Linked DNA regions of Mus musculus: region 1 is linked to region 2. A link is a contact called in public HiChIP or PLAC-seq data. All regions are on one chromosome and are shown on one strand. Each heading gives the region's core, a stretch centred on a gene start, on an enhancer-like site or on the middle of the called end of the contact. The rest is flanking DNA. Distances are from core to core; before and after follow the strand shown.

Region 1 (6,342 bases), core at 843-3,342, 430 kb after region 2:
GAGATCTTCAAGTGTAATATTGACTGACTGGGTAAGATTTTTTTTCCTCACTGCGTGCTAGTTCCGTAACGTCTGCACTAGAAGCAATTCTATTGTGCTTTACTTGTTTGTTTTAAAGCATGGTTGTTAACTTTTCCACATCATTAACTATACTTTGAGAACATTCAAAATAACTGTCCCACCATCCATCACATGGTTGCCCCACGTCTGTGCTGACCAGTCCACTATTATTAGGCATTTGGTTAATTTCCAAGGTTGGTATAAATAAAGCCAAGACAACTGGCCTGAGCCACGATGTTAGGGTCAGCTCTTATTTTTGCACATGTACTCAAGGCTGTTGAGAGTCAGTCACTGAGATTCATTTACCCCTCTGTTGCTAAGAACATGTAGGAAGGACAAGTGGTGGCCTTCTTTTGGCAACCTGTTAGGGCTTGTCTTTGATGGAAGTAAAAGCAAGAAAACGTACACACACACACACACACACACACACACACACACACACACACACACAGACAGACACACACACACAGACACACACACAAAATCTTTATTTCAGACCATTTGCCGTCATATCTGTTCAGAGGGTTAAATGAGTAGTGGTCACAGCTCAGAGTTCGTTTTGTTTTGTTTTGTTTTGTTTTGTTTTTTCTTTTTTGAGAGCTGGGCCTTTCTTTCTTGTTCTCTCTCTCGGATTTGTGCCGACAAGAGTCATGGCACCTCCCAAAGCTAGCAGCTGCCTGGGCTTCCTGTGGTGTTTCTGTGATGTGCACCCCTTGCCTTCAGATGTGTGATGTTCTGGACAGTGGGGTTGGCCCGCTGTGGTATAGGATGCTCTGGACAAGCCATTCTGGCCTTCAGCTGGAAGCTGCTCTGGACCAAGCAGTGGAGAGAAAGCTAGAGTCACACTCCTTTATGCCAAGACTGTCTTACAGGCTCTGTGAGCAAAACACTTTTGAAAAACCAAAGATTTGCCCCTTACCAACATGTAGGGTGTGAAATAAAATGTGTTAGAAATATAATCACTTTTAAGCTTTTAGCTCTTTACTGGTAGTTTCTTTCCAAAAAATTTGAACTCGTTAATGCTTACTGTAATTGTATATGAAGACACCTTTTGCCTAAATTCTTGTCAGAACTTTTTTATTTATTTATTTTTTACAAAGAAGTATAGCCATGGGATCTTTGTTCTCTGGGCTTTCTGACCTTTAATCTCTTCCCTTCCTTTCTCCCCTTACTAACTCTTCCTCCTTTCATTTCTCTGTCTTTTCCTGTATCCTTCTCTTCTTGTCTCTCTGTTTTCTTTTCATCTTAATTTTTTTGAGACGATGTCCTTAGTTTAGCCATGGCTGACCTTGAACTTGCTACCCTCCTGCCTCTGTGTACGAGGTGCTGGAAGTACAAGCTTTCTCCGATATCCCGGCTTATTCTCTGACTTTACTAAAGTAGTTGTACCTTTCTTCTTTTGTATTTCAGCATTCTGCTTCCCTATGGTGTGTCGTGTTCTTTGGATCTGCCTCACTGCCAAACTTTTTAAAAATGTCCATCTAAGACCTGTTTGTATTTTAAGATTTAATGAGAAGACAGAATTTTCGCATTTGTGGAGACAAATATGTATTTTTTTTTTCAGAAGAGACAGGAAATGGGAAGATTGGGAGAAGGGCACATGAGTGTTCACATTGAACATCTGAATTCGGGGCTGTTTCTATTTTACCTAGAACACAGAGGCTTTGGTACTCGAGCTGGTACTTGTGCTGTTGCTTCCACAGCTTCATCTCCTTAAAGATTGCCTTACTATGCCCTCCGTTGTCCAGGTAGCCATGTTTAGTAATCTGTGGATGTTTAGGAAGGGCTGTCTAACTCAAAAGATACCAATCTAGAGGTTGCTGGGGCTGTGTGAGCGAGACTGAATCCTTTTCACAGAATTAGAAGAGGGATAAAATTTTATAATAGCCAAATTTGAAGAACAAATACACAGGAGGAAGACAAACCAGATAAAAGGTGGAGCTTGTGGAAGAGAGGGCTGAAAAGTCACAAGTTCCTGCTAGGGAGCTCCCTGGAGCTACATTATGGCCTGAACAAAGGAATTGATCACAGCAGGATGTCCTGAGCTCATTTCCCTATGCATGCTCCCTGGCTTGAACTTCTCCAAGTGGGTCTCTGGTATCTACCAGTCAATAAAACAGATGGAACAAACAAAAGTTGGCTATGGATTTGAATATCAGCTACTGTAACTGTATGAACATGGCACTGTACGGTCGTTTTCATGGCTACTGCTCTCAAATAACAATAGCTCAACATAAAATTATCAAGCTCGCTAATGTCTGCAGTGGTTGTTAGGCAGAGAAGAGAACTCAAGCAATCTCCAGAAGCAAATGGTTGCGTCACACTTTTCTACATGGCATGGTGACTGCAGATTGTTAGATCGATGGTGACCAGGGAGTTGCTAGGCAACTTGAAAGACAGGAATACAGAGTAAAAGAGGCTTCATTCTGAGATGAATTATTTGCAATGTTTGTAACAAACCGTGAAGGGCCTGAACATTTTCTAGATTTCTGACGCTAAGATATTGGCCTGCCACCGTTTAATAAATGCTGACATAGACATGTGACTCCTGGGGTCACATAGATGAAAGACTTTATTTCAAGAAGGCAAGGAATGTGAGCTTTATGCTTGCTTTAGGGTTCTTTGCCCCTCACGTCCCACAGGGACCATGGTTGAGTAACCCAAGTGGACGTGTCACAGTTGAGTAATACCTCATCTGGAAGCTAAGTCTTTTACAATGTGCTGTGAGCCAACCTGTGTGATGTGTCCTGGAGAGAGACATTATCTTTGACATACTGGACAGGCACTTGCTCTTTGCTCTGGAGACAAACACTATCTCTGTCTTTCAAGGCTGTTTGCTATCATTATATAAACATCTTTGAGCAGATAGTGAGGGACAAATGCCGTCAGTGCCTCCCTGGCTCTCAGTAAATGAACAAATGACAAACATCCATTATTCCCCCAAATGCTCTTTTCCCAGGTGCTTTATCTTTGCAACCATCTCAAAGGTCGGTTCTTGTTTCTGCTTGCTTGGATACTCTCTTGTAGTCTATATTCTGACTATTTTAAGATACTTTTGTTTTGTTCAACATCAAGAAATTTTTCTCACTTAAGCACAAAGGGACGCTGGTGAGAAGATTCCAAATGATTATTTGAGTTTAAGAAACACCACCAAGCCTAGTGCTGCCCAGGGACGCTTGGTGTGGGGCTGATAGTCATCGTTGATTATCTCCTTTGGTTTGCCTTCTCATCAACAGCTCCACTGTTCTCTCCTCCCAGGCTTAAATTCTCACAAGGGAGAAGCCGAGCACATCAACTTAGCTAGACTTTCCCCCTTGATTTACCCTTATATCTAGAAGGGGTTGGTCACCAACACACAACCCTAGTAAATTTTCTGTTGGAGGGCTGGTTTCGTGGGAGCTTGGCCACCTTCCCAATTGCTCTCTATTATATCTGGATTCGTTTTGATTCATATTTCATTGCTCAGACAAGAAATGAGATTACTGTTTTGAGTTTTATTTCATTTCATTTTTTAAAATCGGTTACGCTCTGACTTGCTTTGTGTTTCATTTTCCTGCCTATCTCATTCTGGGCTTTTTCCTACCTTCTTGGAGTAATGCTGTGAGTGGCTGTTAGCCATTTCAAGGTTTTGGGTGAATTGAAGCGCCCTCTGGAGATGGGAGGGAGATAGGAGTTGTGGCTTTCCCTGAAGGTCTTGTGTGGGGCAAGTAGAAGAAGATCGATGATTTTGTTAACTCCAAGTAGCTAATAGCTAACCATGTAGCTTCAAGACCATTACTTGAGTAGTAAAAATGTTACTTGTAAATATTTGATGTCATTAACACATTCTTGGATGCAAATTTCAGTAACTCTATTTAAAATGCCAGGGTAGCCATTTCTAAAGCTGTGAGTTTTTCTAATTGGGAAAGTCCCAAGATGATTTAATCAAGGCTGGTGTGAGGACTAATGTTTCCTTATCGTTCATGTGCACAAACATTCATGAGACTTCCCCAAGAAGGACCCTGAAAGTAAATTAGCAGACAATATAATAAGCTAAAATTTGGGCACTTAGTCATGCACTCATGCTAATTTTCACACTCCTTTGTAATTAACATTCCTCCTGACTGGATTAATTGGGTTTGCAATAAGTAATCACATTTGTAATACTGCAACTGTTCCAAAATTAATTGCTCACGTGTTCAATGAGCTGTTACATGTTCTCTTTTTAAAGCCGCTTAGAGAGTCCACACTCTGAGTGCTACCGTCCTAAATATTGTGGGAGAAAAGTACAGGACCATCTTAGAATGTGGGGACAACAGCATACCTGGATTTCCAGAGTATGTGAGAATTATCTTGCTACTCTGATTAACAATGTGGGTATCCTGGGCTCACTCCAGAAACTCTGGTTTGGACAGTATTTGATAGTGTCTGGGGAAGTCTTGCAGAATACTACACACTGTTGGGGAGAAGGCATGTGTACAAACATCCATCTTAGTCAGTGAGCTGAAGGAAGATTTCAGAGCCCTGAGGCTTTAGACTACTTTTCCTAAGATAGCTTGCAAATTATAATTTACAAGGGGACTTTTAAAAACAATATTTTGGACCAATTCCATCATAATATCTGTGATATGGGGTGGCCAAACATTTGCATTTTTTTCTAGCCTGAAAAAGAGCTAGAGGGCTTTTGTTTTGTTCTGTTTTGTTTTGCTTTTTGCCATCCCCAAATCAATCTGTTTTATTGAATTAGTCTTAAGTTATGAAATCCTCACAAAGGTGAGAATAAAGAAAGGTCTGGTAACCCTGCAAATCTTACAAAATACAGTGATTTGTGCATTGGTGAGAAAACACACCTTTTGGGCATCAATTTGCCTTTCTCTCTTCAAAGCTTCAAAGGATTTAGTGGAGTTAGCAGCGTTTGTGTTAGATAGCCCTCTCCTGTAGAGGCAGGAAAATTGAGGTTCCCTCTTATAATTTATAGTTTTCGAGTGATTGTTCTTGTGATAGCTTAGCTGAGGGCAAAATCTAGAAAATGTATGGACCTTAAAAATTTAATATATCACCCTGAGCAGTAACTGAGAATAAATATTCATTACTAGCAATCTGGGTAAAATTTTAAGAGGAAAAAAAATTCTAGACATTATATCTGAAGCAATTCTTCTTCTTCTTCTTCTTCTTCTTCTTCTTCTTCTTCTTCTTCTTCTTCTTCTTCTTCTCCTCCTCCTCCTCCTCCTCCTCCTCCTCCTCCTCCTCCTCCTCCTCCTCCTCCTCCTCCTCCTCCTTCTCCTTCTCCTTCTCCTTCTCCTTCTTTTTCTTCTATTCATTTGATTAGGAACAAATCTTATGGTGATGAGCAAAATAGTAAATGGAATTTTTAATTTAGGTACATTGATAACAGTTTAGAAATTATTCCAGACCTCTGTGTTATAAGGGAAAGTAGATCTATAATCAGTGATAAAAACCCATGAAGGAAACAATTATAATCAAATCATCCATGTTTCTTTGAAGTGGATATATTATATTGTCACTCATAGAGCCGGGCACAGCACCAGTGATAATAGGTGATTTAATGATGTTTAAAGCCCTTGAGTAAATTCATATAAGCCAAGAGAGTTCCCTGAGGACAGGAGTTTAATAATTATGATCATTTCTTGGGCTGATAATACTTGAGTTAGTATTTCCACGGCCAGAGTTTTTAGAAAAATCAAATTGAAAAACTCAAGTGTCAGTCGTTCAGCAGACGTGTGAGTTACAAGTGCACTGTGCAGAAGAAGTCCCCAGTCAGCACAAAGGCCAGCTCTAAGCTCTGGAACCTTCATTTCAAAACTGCATTATCTAATGGCACGTGGTAGCAACCACCAGCTTACAGCATGTCTTTATCTCTGTGGGCAATTCTCCTTTACATCATTTTTAAATTGTGAAGATGGGAAGGTTAGTACAAATTTATATATTAAATGTTTGAAGCTGTTAATAAAATCCAGGTATGTTTTTATTAGGTGGTGGAAGGTGGAATATAACTCAACAGATGTGGGAGGGTTTCGGGATTAGCAGGTCTCTCTATAGTAGGAGAAATTGATGTGTAATTGAAATCCAGATACGTTATCATTTAATCTCGCTATGCCTTGAGAGGATGGTACCCACGGAAGCTAACTGCTAGTTTTGACGGGGGAGTAAAGGTCTGTAGGTGGAGATTTAGCTCTTGTGAGAACATGGGTGGTCCTGACAGTCCAGTGTCTACTCTTTACCAACCTCACAAAGCAGTTCTGTGGTGCGCTGTCTCAGCCTCACAACTCAGCTGTCATCACT
Region 2 (6,450 bases), core at 2,772-5,271:
AGCAAGCTCAGCTTACTCAACTTGTTGATTTCAATAACAACCTAAAAGTAGGATTGAATGGTGGTTTCCGTAAGAGCGTCTTACTAGCTGATTGGAAATTTGTAATTTCAGTAAATACCTCTCATTTGCGTTCTTACCTTGACACACACACATCACTATTTTAGAGAAGCTCGTGCTCTGAGACAACTGTACAGTGTTATCCTGCTGGTGGCTTGAATCCCAGAGCTGGGATCTAAACATGGGAACATTTGCAAAAAGAGATTTAATCTTAGAACTGAAGGATAATCTGAGACAGGGGACAGAGTAAGTGATGGTCGAGATAGGATGCAGCCCCAGATCCTTCTACACAGCCAATGTCACGGGCAACACACAGCGATACAGTGCATGAGCACAAGACTACTCAAGCTGCCACACTCGGGAACACTTTCTGCCCTTCAGTAACAATAAAACAGATAGACGCAAGGTATGTCAGCAGCAATGAATATCAGTTCTGATTCTCAACGCGTGAACTGGAAATAAGAAGTCAAAATGTGGCCCAAATAATTTTGCTCAAAGCAAACAACTATGGTCTATATAAAAACAGAGTTTTGACATAGGCGACTCCAGGACTTGGTTAGGTAATATTCCATACGTGGGCATTAATTGTGACAATTTTAACAACAGCATGTCATGAATCTGCCATACCTAGTAGTTATTTACCAAACTTACTAAGAAAAACAAGTCATAACACACATGGCTTTTATAATTACCTAGAACTAAACAGGCCTTCTGGGCTCCTTTTATTCAACTATGATAAAACTGTTAAATATCATTTCAAATTGTGTTTGAATTGTTTACAATTTAATACCATAATTAATTGCCTGGTATGAGAGGGACATAGGTTATGAAGATAGATACCATGAAAGGGAACAAGAGGAAGTGAGAGGGTAGGGTAAGGCAAAAGAATATGTAACACGGAAGCAGAAAGGAAGCCCGAGGGGAAGTGGGATATTGGAGGGGGGAAAATCGGGAGTGGGGACAACAGAAACATCTTGGTTGAAAATGTCAACATGGAAGCTAGGTAATACTTCTCTGAATGCTAATGAAAATCTGACTGACTTCCAATGGGCTCAAAACTTGCCCACATTTCAGAACACCAGAAAGGTTCCTTCACACAAGACTTGCTAATAGTGATAGCAAGGGTGCCATTCAACGATGTTTACCCTCCTTTAAGGCTTATGGCCTTGCCGTATGAAAAAGACCGTGACAGCAGTGTGAGCGGGAAGGACTTGGTAGAAAGAGCACACAGAGCCTCTATATGTCTGTGCTCATCAATGCTCCAGTGTCTAGGACAGCGTTTGGGAGCACCCTCCCAGAGGCAGAAAGGATTAAATGAGGCTCTTCAAGCAGAAGGCTCAGCTGTGATACATGCACCCAAAACAGAAGCTGTTTGCCTTGGCTCTTTAAGAATACCTTCTGAGGCTTTCTTGGGACCGACTGGCAAGCAGACTGCTCACACGGAACTCCTTGTTTGCTCAAGCATGGGTGAAAGAGTGAAAGCACAACGTTTGCTCAGCAAAGCTACCTTCCTGCTGCAGGCTCCACTCAAAGAGGCCATTATGTCAATGCAGCCCCACCTCACGCTACCGCTGCAGTGCCCCATTCCTGTCGCCAGGGAACATCTGGGTGCCAAACTCATTTGTGTATGTTAAACAGAATGGTCTTTGTGTATTAAGTACACTAGAGTAGAACTCAGGAACATATTTTGAGTGTTAAACCTCAAAGAAGGCATTTGTTTTTAATATATAAAAAAGCAGATTTGTTTGAATCTTGCACAGAAAACTTACTGTCTATTTAGACAACCACAGTATCTTTTTTATAATCCTAGAAAGCATATCTGATATTTAAATCACTGTGACTTCAAATTAAAATTTACCTAAGCTAACTACATGTATATGAATACTACATTAAATTTACTATCAACTTTTTGCAAGAGTGAGACTATGCTGCCCTGATCATTCTGCCTCCATTTCCAAAATATTGCGAAAACAGAATGTGTCACATTTTATTAAATTTTAAATTTCCTTTCAGCAGAGCATTTGTGATCAATATTTTAAGTTATTCCAAATATTTACTATAAAATGCAAATTCACGTTTTATATTTTCTTTTAATTTTATCTATATTCATGATTATAAATCCTAGCTAATCCAGACTGGATTTGCACCTTTGATTTGCTTTTACTCTGACTAGTCAACATGGCATCAGAGAACCACATTATCTGAAAAGACTAAACATGATCTCTGCTTAGATACTGTTGATCTGCTTCTAGTGCTCCAAGACAATGCAGCATAGTAAAGATAATTTATCCACAGTCACAAGATAGAATTCCAAAAAGGCCCTGTGATGATCTCTCAGGGCTCTAAATTTACAAGGCAGGAAAGAATGAAATACAAACTCTGGAAGCTTATTCTAAAGTCTAAATAAATGAAAATAAATGACATTAAAAGTGCACTCGGTGGAGAGAACTCATGGAAAGCCATAAAACGCACAGGAAGCAAAGACAAGTGAAACTCTTTTATATGACACAGCTGAACCTACAATTTCTCAAAAACAAAACAAAATATTTGAAATATTTTCATTTGTCTATGTCTTAAGACTCAATTTGAAGTAGTCAAATGAGTTCGGATCATATCCAGCCAAGAAGCCATCCTTACCATCATACCTGTCCCCTGCATGCTGGTTCTAAATCTCTACTGTCAACATAACTGGATTCTGTCATTATGACTGGATTCAGAGTCACCTAAGAAACCACATCTGAGCATATTCGTGAAGCCTTTCCAGAGAAGGTTAACCAACGGGGAAAGCCCCATCCTAGTGTGGAGAGAGTACCTTCCCATTAGGATGAGGTTTTGGGTTAAAATTATAAAAAGATGGTAAGAGGAGGCACCAGCTAAGCATCAATCTCTGTCTCTGCTTCCTGACTCCAAACAAAATGCAACCAGCAGACGCATGTTCATGCCGTCACAGCTAGAGCCTCTCTCTGCCACTCCTTCCCCAGGATGGACCATCTACCCAATTAGTGATCCACAACAAGCCCTTCCTTCCCTCTGCCTTCTGCTGCTTCTATCAGTATCTCGACAATCCACCTCGCAAAGTGGCTAGTGCATCTTTTATAATCCATTCTCTACCCCCAGAGCTACACAAAACTGTCCAGCTTTATGCCACTGAAGAATTCTTTAGATTTTCTAGAGCTATGCCTAAGTAGTATGTTCAACACACGTTCCTTTGTGGGGAGTTTCATTTAAATGCAATTTGGGATTGATGGATGAGGCTTACTTCTTTTTGTTGTTGAGAATTGGACCACCGAATAGATAGAACACTGCTATCCACTCCCTTCATGATGACACTTGGGTTGTTTCCAGTTTTGACTACTACAAATAAAAGATGTGTGTGAATATCACATCTATGTGGGTACACTCTTGTCCCTCTTATGTCCACAACCAGGAATGGAATATGCCTTGGAGGCCAGGTGATTAACTTTTTAAGCAATTGTCATATTAAATATTAAATGATGCTCATATTGACATTCACCCCAACTCTGTGTCACTGCTCCTATGACTCCATCTGCACGCCCTTCTAATGGTGCATCTAATGATAGGGACACTGTAACTTTACCACTAATTTCTCTGATGCCAGATTATGCTCATAAACCTTTTATATGCCATGGTCCTTTATTAAATATGATTTTATAATGCCCATAACTGTTTCCACTTCTCACTTCCCATCCAAGGAACTCTATGAGAAAGTTCTTGAGTCTCCCTCTGCCCCTGGAACCCTGACTTTGTCTCTTCAGAATGAAGAAAGCTTTTGTTTGTTTGTTTTTTGGTTTTTGTTTTGTTTTGTTTTGTTTTGTTTTTTCCTGTTCTTTGTATCTGGAGTAGAGCTCAGGGCTTCCTGCTGGGTATCTTGTCACTCCAGTACTAAACCACAAGCAAGCTAAGCCCTAAAGCTTTCTTTACATCTGAAAAGCTCAGTTCAAAGGAAAAAGAAAAGCAAAGGAAAAGACACTGCAGGTTGTGACCTTGAGAGAAGGTTTGAGCTGCAGTCAGGACAACTGCTTCCTCCATTTGGAGATGTCCTTTTGTCCTGGAGGCGAGCCTGACTAAGTGACATCTTGATGCATATGCCCCACACTGTTACTTTCCAACTGGTCATACATCCCCTTACACTAGCTCCTAAGTTGTACTCCACATAGCAATGAAAGAAAGACAGCGGCCTGAAACGAACCAGCAGTTCTTTCTTTTTTCACAACAGAATTCAAATGCAGGCCGCACAGCTGAAGGGAAACCTGCTCAATCCGATATTCAGATATAATCCAATATCCGTGCTTCCTACACTCTTACACGTTAGCGTAACCTCCCTTTCTGAAGTCTCTTTCCCAGGTGACCTTAGTCGTGCCTTTCATTAAAAGGGAGTATACTGTCATGCCCACTGCCAGGAACCTGCTCTTAGATCTAGTGCCCCAACCCTCACGAAATGTATTTTGCCACCTTTATTATATTCTTGATTCATTGAAAATATGGAGCTAACACCATTTTGAAGTGCTTTCTTAAAATTATGTGGCTATTTTATGTATCTTAAATTGCAGACATATACATTTATTCATATGTGTGTGTTTCCATGTGTACACTGTATATTAACCCCTTGAGCTAAGATTTTAGCTATTTTTCAAATGTTCATAGCTTTAAATGTTGCTCTACGCATTTTCCTCTAAGTCCTTCACAAGGAAGAGGAATGGATGGAAAGTGCTCTCCTGCCAAGCTAAAGCCTGACTCACTAAGTTGAGCCTCTTTTAGAATCTAAAGCCACCCAACTGTGAATTATTTTAATGGGGCAGTTGTTCCTTCTAGTAGGGTAGTTTTCAAATGCCAGGGTTGATAATAATTCCTGATTAGTAGTAAATATGTGATTAAACATTCAAATTAAATAAATAAAAATAAGAAATTATACAAGAGAATAGGGATATATAATATATCCATATATAATACACACACACACACACACACATGTGTGTGTGTGTGTGTGTGTGTGTGTGTGTATGCCTTTGTCTTATATGTATGTCTTTGTTGCATATATGGCTCCTATTTTAAAGAATCTGTGACACAGACATGAAAATATACAAATATATAGCTACTATTCTGAACCTCCATATTAAGTCTTAACTTGATAGTTCTGGTTAAAGAAGACCACAAAAACAGATAGCATCTTTATTTCCCTACAACCAGTAGCTCATAAACAGACCAAAATCTGACAGACTTTCCTACAGAAAGAAAAACCACAATCATTGAGAAAGACTAAGTACACTAAGCCACAAAAGAGACTTCCTGTAATTTCCACATTTAAAAGTACAAAATTAACTTTGACACAATTAATCTAGATATTTGTGCCTGAGACTCTTTTCAACTTTAACTATTTAGCATGAAATACTTTGGATATAATGTGCTAATATGAAAAATGTCTTTCAAGAGAGGCTAAATTCCAAAACAGCAGCATTGTTATCTCAAAGAAATTCAGACCGAGTAAATACAGTTAAATTCAAAGAGGAAACTCTGTCTGGGGCTACATTCTCTTAGACAGAGACCAATTCATGTCTCTCCCTGCTTACAGTGTGCAATTCTAATCTTGGTGATATTTTATATTTTTGGGGATATTTGTAAATATCTAAATAAATGCAGGCCAATGCAACATAATTTTTCCCTTAACAATATTTATCTATAAATTATAAAATGGTAAACTGAGAAGGAGGAAAAGGAGGAGGAGGAGGAAGAAGAGGAAGAAGAGGAGGAGGAGAAGAGCAACAATGCCAAGGTCCTCTAACCTTTTAAAGTGATAATCTGTCTTGTGCAACAGTAAGCACTAAGAGACAGACTTCAACTGGAGTATTACATAACCACTGCCACAAACTCATGACTAGTGGGATTCCGTGACAGACACCAAAAAGGCTGAGTAAAACTAAAAGCACAAACTCCTCTTTACTTAAAATCAGTGATAATCATCAGACTTGCAAAGGAAATAGAAAGATCAAAAATCAGATGCATTTAAAGAAAGGTGTGGACTTGAATGTCTGCCTGTGATCAGTAGTTGATGTTCATGTTCTGGAAACCGTGTGTGGTTACACCCTCTCAAGAGAAGGCTAAACCTGTGTTGTTGAAAAGTCATCTATGCAGGCTAAGGTTCTTAATAAGACACATCATTCAACAAATGGGTGAATATGAACTTCCTGTGTGTTTCTCTCATATCAAATATTTACTGCAAAGCTACTCATGCCTGCAAAACGTGAGGGGTCTTTTGCCCTATCTGGTAAGAAATAACTGCTTTCTTACTAGACCATTCTGCTGCCTGTCTTCCTTCTTACCTGGCTAGCTGCATAGCTTGTAGAAAGAAATCACATACCACGTATACTATCTAGC

Evidence for each region. HiChIP or PLAC-seq counts read pairs in DNA pulled down with a chosen protein or histone mark.
Region 1: an H3K27ac HiChIP or PLAC-seq map of embryonic stem cells shows a contact between it and region 2, with 4 times the contacts expected there. The contact joins two enhancer-like sites. A contact is called at or near these places in 1 of 484 Hi-C or Micro-C datasets (muscle stem cells), 2 of 115 datasets of contacts at active chromatin or transcription factors (both in embryonic stem cells) and 2 of 9 other capture datasets (embryonic stem cells and embryonic tail).

Annotation. Positions count from the first base shown.
Region 1 is chr6:4,546,456-4,552,797 of GRCm38.p6, reverse strand. No RefSeq gene overlaps it. Among named protein-coding and RNA genes, the nearest start is that of Gm33959, 37 kb to the left of the region's middle. Within about 2 kb of position 2,092, at least 24 of the 459 cell types and tissues checked have an H3K27ac peak or open chromatin away from gene starts, as enhancers often do. A contact at or near this core is called in embryonic stem cells, where this site is marked.
Region 2 is chr6:4,977,947-4,984,396 of GRCm38.p6, reverse strand. The region is part of intron 2 of Ppp1r9a (protein phosphatase 1, regulatory subunit 9A); the gene reads right to left. Among named protein-coding and RNA genes, the nearest start is that of Gm52886, 74 kb to the left of the region's middle. Within about 2 kb of position 4,021, at least 19 of the 459 cell types and tissues checked have an H3K27ac peak or open chromatin away from gene starts, as enhancers often do. A contact at or near this core is called in embryonic stem cells, where this site is marked.